Regions from separate parts of the Mus musculus genome. Here region 1 is linked to region 2. Evidence: chromatin contacts called from public promoter capture Hi-C data. All regions are on one chromosome and are shown on one strand. Each heading gives the region's core, a stretch centred on a gene start, on an enhancer-like site or on the middle of the called end of the contact. The rest is flanking DNA. Distances are from core to core; before and after follow the strand shown. Region 1 holds the start of Jmy (junction-mediating and regulatory protein). Region 2 holds the start of Ssbp2 (single-stranded DNA binding protein 2).

Evidence for each region. Promoter capture Hi-C pulls out the DNA fragments that hold promoters and counts their contacts.
Region 1: a contact with region 2 is called in a promoter capture Hi-C map of pre-B cells, with 2.7 times the contacts expected there. The contact joins the promoter of Jmy here to the promoter of Ssbp2 in region 2.

What each region holds. Positions count from the first base shown.
Region 1 is chr13:93,498,145-93,501,094 of GRCm38.p6, forward strand. Jmy (junction-mediating and regulatory protein) reads right to left here and starts at 1,664. Exons shown (of 11, transcript NM_021310.3): 1 at 158-1,664. The coding sequence starts at 1,162.
Region 2 is chr13:91,459,662-91,462,556 of GRCm38.p6, forward strand. It overlaps Ssbp2 (single-stranded DNA binding protein 2), which reads left to right and starts at 1,436. Exons shown (of 17, transcript NM_024272.4): 1 at 1,436-1,587. The coding sequence starts at 1,526.

The DNA.
Region 1 (2,950 bases), core at 414-2,913, 2.0 Mb after region 2:
CATCGCTGAGATAAGTAAAGAAAGCCGATCAGGAGCCCTCCTGTTCTTCCTTTTCCCGCGGCTAGAAAAGAAGACACTTCGCAGACCCCAAACCCAGGCTCCAACACTTGGCAGTGAGACGTGAAAACTAGGACCGCTGCTCGGACTCCGCACTCACCTCCTGGATGCGCCTCCTGGCCCGCTGAAGCACCTCTTCATAGCCCTTCTGCCGCAGCTCGCTGAGGCTTTCGTAATACTCCTCCGGATCATCCGTCTCGGTGAAAAGAACCTGAGAAAGGATCTTCCAGCCACACGTGTCCAGGCCGTGGCCCAGGTATACCTGGAGTTGGTAACATAGAGCGTCGATCTCCTGCTCGGTCATCTCGGGGGCGCCCCCAAACAGCACCGTCCACATGCCTGACGGCTCTTCGGGGAACACCGGCAGACACGGCTCCAGCTGGGAGTTTACCGAGCACAGCTGCTGATGCACGGCTCGCAGATCCTGGAAGGAGAAAAGCCCGGCCCAGCTGCATTCTTCGGCCGGAGACTCCAGCTCCGCGGCAGACGGCGGCTGCTCCGAGTCCGGGAGCGGCTGTGGCGCCTCGTCCTCCCTCACCATTTCCAGGACCTCGATCTCCTCGGAGACCGCCCCGGAGGCACTCACCACCCGCACCGACGACACCGGGGGCACCGGGGGCGCCGGCGGGGCTGGCGTGGCACTGGCGGTCGCATCTCGGGATTCGGCGCTTCTGCGGAGCGGGCTGGCCTTAGCCCGCGCGGGGCTACGGAGAGGACTCTCCGGTCCTCTGCCCGCGGGACCCCGAGGAGGATCCCCCTTCAGGCTGCGCGCGCTGCGCGGAGAGCCGCCCTCGGCCCAGGCCTGGCTTTTCCGTGGCCCGGGACTCCGGAGCGCTGCTGTAGCAGAGGCAGCGGCCTCTGACCGACCCCTGGCCGCGGGGCTGCCCGGACCGCGACTCCCATCAGACGCGGGCGTCCCCGCCTGTTCCCGGGAACCGCTCCTCTGTCTCTGGGCCGTCCGGTTGTGACAGGTTATAGCAAACTTGCCTTCGATCTCGTTCCAGGCCACAATGAACACAAACTTGTGCTTCTCGCGCTCGTCGAATACGTGGGGCCGCACCGCCACCCAGTCGGACTCGAGTGTCTCCTCCAGCGCGAACGACATGGTAGCTCCGGTGCCCGGCGAGGGGGGTCGCCCGCCCGGCCGAGTCTCCGCGGTGGCCGCGCCCCCAGCTCACCCTTGCGGGGCGCCTGCAGCCATCTTAGCGCGCCGGCCGCTCACCCACCGGCTCCTTTGTGGTGCGGCTCTCAGAAGAGACAATACGCGGCCCGGAGCAGGTAGTTCACATGGTCACGTGCGGCCGGATCTGTTTACAAGCCGCTCGCTGCCGCAGCGCAGGGCCCTGGGCCGCCGGACCGGCCTGCGCGGAGCCGCGGGGCTGCGTGCTGAGGCGCGCGTCCGCCGCTCGCCCGCCGGGGCCTACCTCCCCGCCGCCCCTCTGCCCCCGGCCAACAGCGCCCAGCCAGCCAGAACCAGAACCAGAAAGCAGACTCCTAAAGCGCTAGTCTCAGCGTCGCCACAATGTTGCCATTCGGCTGTGACGTCTGCGGCTCCACGAGGGACGTAAACACGGGCACGTGCGGCACGCTGCTGACGCGGCGGCGGCAGCAGCGGCAACGGGAGCGGCGGCGCGCGTCCCGCCCGCCCGGCGGCGCCCCGCCCCCCTCCGCGTCCCTCCAGCCGCGCCTGCGCGCCGCCGCGTTCCTGGCCCCAGCCCTGCCCCCTTTTTCCCGGCCCGGAGTCTGTGGCTGCGGGATGACGCTTTTCTGCAAGATGAGAGACTGGTGTGCCCGGCCGCACAGGTTGCTTTGAACCCCCGGCAAGAGGAGCAAAGGCAGAGGGACTCTGAGACTTTGTTCAAGGACCTTGATGTAGCCCTCCTTCACCCTAAGTGAATCTGGATCGCCAACTGTGTTCAGACGCGTCCTAAACAGTCCGGGAACTCTGCCTTGCTTTACAAGGCTAAGCCAAAGGGTTCCATTCTCCCCTGACATCCTTCAGACACAATTTAAGTTAGACATGTATGCAAAACAACTCAGGAGAATACGAAAACAGTAGGAAAATTCAGTCACGTCCTAAAGAGCGTGAACATTTGTCTCAATTTATCCTTCTTTTATTGCTTCGGCTTTCCTCGTTGTGTACTGTTCTGAGAATCTCTTTGGGCAGTCACTGCACTAAAGTTTTGACATTGTATTCAGTTATCAGAGTTCCCAGAAAGCACAAACAAAAAGTTTTTATCAGCCTGGCAAGGCAGTGCATAACTATAATCCCAACACTTGGTGAGTAGAGGCAACCAGATATGGTAATTCAAGGCCAGCAGGGGCTACAAAAGACCTTGTTTCAAAAACCAGCCAGAAAAATCCAATTATTCATACTAAATTGTGTTGAAACATTCCTAATATTGTCTAGTAGGTTTATAATCCACTTTATATTATTGGCGTCATCTTTCCTGTCAGTGTCTAAGGCATCAAGCAGGCACTAATGTATAATAGGAATTAGTTCTTTTACTTTAAGCCACATTTCTAAAACGTGTGAAAATCATCTGAGTCACCCTCACGTTGTCAGCTACACACAGTTTTGTATTGGCCTGACATCTAAATTGATAGTCAAAAGTTTTAGACCTATCTCTTGGCTGAACTTTTTTTTTTGTTTTGGTTTTGGTTTTTTGGAGACAGGGTTTCTCTGTGTAGCCCTGGCTGTCCTGGAACTCACTTTGTAGACCAGGCTGGCCTCGGACTAAGATATCTGCCTGTCTCTGCCTCCCAAGTGCTGGGATTAAAGGCGTGTGCCACCACCGCCTTGCTGAACATTTTAAACTTTAAACATCTGCTTTGAAACCCATGCCTACTCTTGGACCAAACACACACACACACACACACACAGCAAGATTCA
Region 2 (2,895 bases), core at 186-2,685:
TCTCTGCATCTCCATATGCATTTTTATGATCCTACTGCTAAATGCTTAAAGCTGTGTGCAATAGAAAGGTATGCTTCCTCATTTGAATGTTATTTCCTTTCCTTAGCATAACCGTTACTCCTCTATTCATGCTTTTCTGAGGTCTCCATGTCCTACCCCAATGGCACCTCTCTTCCCCTGTCACCTCCCATTTGAAGCTCATCTCTTCTCTCAACCGGATTTCTACTCTGTCTGATTTTACAGCCAAGGATCTTTAACAAAATAAAGGATGGAGTCTATCAGAAACCAGGTTGCGTGTGTCTTGAGAAACTTTTGCGCATTCACTGAAATGAGATTAGGGACTTGGATCCAAAAATATTCTCCGGGAGTTTTCAGCTTGGGCACAGCTTTGCACATCTTGGGCTCTGCGGCCTATTCTGCTGGGCAAATACAGGGATGTCTTTCAGGGCCTTCTCTGAATCTTTCCAGTCCAAGGGTCAAATTGAAATGACATTGCCCATCCAAACTATAAAAGCAGGCCGAGTAGAGAATGCCTGGGCCCCTGGTCTGCTGCAGGTCTGTGCAGAGTACTGGGGAGGTAGGGACCCAGGCCTTGGGCCACTGCGGTCCCACGAGTCGGTCTCTTGACCTCTTTGGGAAGGGGAGGGGGTGTAGTCCCCTCTTAGACAGGAGGCAGACGCCAGGGAGGGTGGTCCTTTGGGATTCAGGGCTTGACTTCAGAGCCGGCGACAGCACCTCAGCGGGCGCCCCAATGGGAGGCACGGTGCCTCCCAGGGAGAGACAGAGGTTCGCTCAGTCCTTGAGCCAGAAGGTCGAGGGTTCAGAGCGGGCGTCCCCGGCCTGCTGGCCCTCCGGGAACGGGATTGGGGCGACACCCCAGACAGGAGGGATGAGATCAACCGCGGGTACGGACCCGGGGTGCCTGGCCGGAGAGGAGCGGGAGAGGAGGTTGGCGGGACCCCGGCGCCGGGTCCGCGGGTCCGCCTGTGGACTCGCCGGGCGCCCCGAAGTCTGGGGCCGCCGCGACTCCCGTTCCGCAGTCGCTGCCAGGCACTCCAGGCCGCACTTTCCCCTCCTCCCCGCGCCTTCTCTCCAGTGAGGAGCCGGGCGCGGGCGGCGCGGGGGGCGGGGCGGCGGCGGAGGGAACAGCCAGTTGTTTAAAATCCTTCTAGAGCAGTTTCTAATTCCCCCCTAGCGCCCGGGTTCGGAGGGGGAGGGGGGAAGGAGAGCGGGAGGGGGAGCGCGGCGGAGAGGGAAGGAGGGAGGGAGGGAGGGAGCGGGAGAGGGAGGGAGGGAGGGAGGAGACTGCCGCTTAGGCCGAGCCGCCGCCGCGCGCTCCGGCAGGCCGGAGGGAGGGGAGGCCTGTCAGTCTCGCGCGTTGCCAGGGCGAGGAGGGCGGAGCTCTGGCGTGGGGCGGCCAATGGTGGGGGTGGCTGCGTGGGTCGCCATGGGGACGGGGCTGTTCCCGGGGAGGCTGTGATGGGTTGACAGGTGCGTGACAGTGGGAGCTGCTCTCGGCACAAGCATGTACGGCAAAGGCAAGAGTAACAGCAGCGCCGTCCCGTCCGACAGCCAGGCCCGGGAGAAGTGAGTGTCTCCGCGCCGCAGCCACCTCCGCCTTCGCACGCGCGCACACTCGCGCACGCACTCGCACTCTCCGGGAACCGCAGCCACACGGCCGCCCCGCCGCGGGGGAGCCGGGGGTGGGCTGCAGGGGGAGGCGCGGGGCGGGGGCGCGCGGCTCCGGGGAGCGGCCGCCTGCCTCCACGGGGGAGCCCCCCGGGTGGGTGGCCGCGGGCAGCGGGCGGCGGGAGGGACGCGCGTGGCGGGGGGACGGCGGCGGCGGGGATGGAAACTTGTTTGGGTGGTTGAGGGGAACCACCCGCGGCTTCACCTCCTCGCAAAGTAACTTTGGAGCTGTGGTCCAGGACGGCCGGGCCGCGGCGCGCGGCGGGCCTGGGGGGCGCGGGCTGCGGGGCGGCCGGGGTCCGGCGGGGCCGCGGCGGGGGCCCGCGAGCGTGGAGAGGGGAGAGGACGGCGGGCCGGGCGGGCGGAAGCGGGGCCCCGCGGGGCGCGGAGGGCAAGTGCGGGCGTGGGCCGGGCGGGCGGGCGGGCGCAGAGACGCGGGTCCGCGGGTTCTCCCGGCGCAGGCCGAGCTGGCTGGCGGGCGGGTCCGGGGCGGCGGGGGAAGTTTGGGAGTGGGAGCGCCGAGTTCCCGGAGGGAGAGTGTGTGCTGGCCCGCGCGGGGTCGGTCGCGAGAGCTTGGCGCTCCTGCCTCCCGCCGCACACCGGCTCGGCGGCGGCCCCAGAACTTTTTGAGACTTGCGGTGTCCCCGGGGGTTGGTGGCCGCGGGCGCGGAGGGCAGGTCCCGTGGGCCGTGGCGGCGCCGCGAGGAGGGCTGCCCGCGGTGTGGACCCGACGCGGGTCGGCGTGGGGGCTGCGGCAGAGATGCTGGGCACAAGCCGCTCCGCTGGGTCGTGGGGGATACAGGTGGTAACTTCGGTGGGAACCCGGAGGACGTTGGGGAGCCGAGGTGCCACGGTCGCGGCACGCTGCGGAGCAGGCTAGTTGGCTGCTATTCTTGTGTACTTGTAACGGCGATTTGGTTGTTACTAAAATGAGAGCGAATAGTGACTCTGACACCGAGGAAGAACCCTCCCCCCCCCCCTTTTTCCTATGTGCAGATGTTCAGACTGATTCCCTGTACTGGGTCTGCTGGGGGCGGGGGGGGGGCGTCAAGCTTATCCTTGTCATTGAACATACTGTCTTGCTGAGGGGACTCAGGCTGGGGGAGAGCAAGTCCTTCTCAGAGGTACTCTGGGTCTCTTGCATACAAAAACAGCTTGGTAAATAAAAAAATCCAAATGTGTAGGCTACGGAGTTTACCCCCCTTG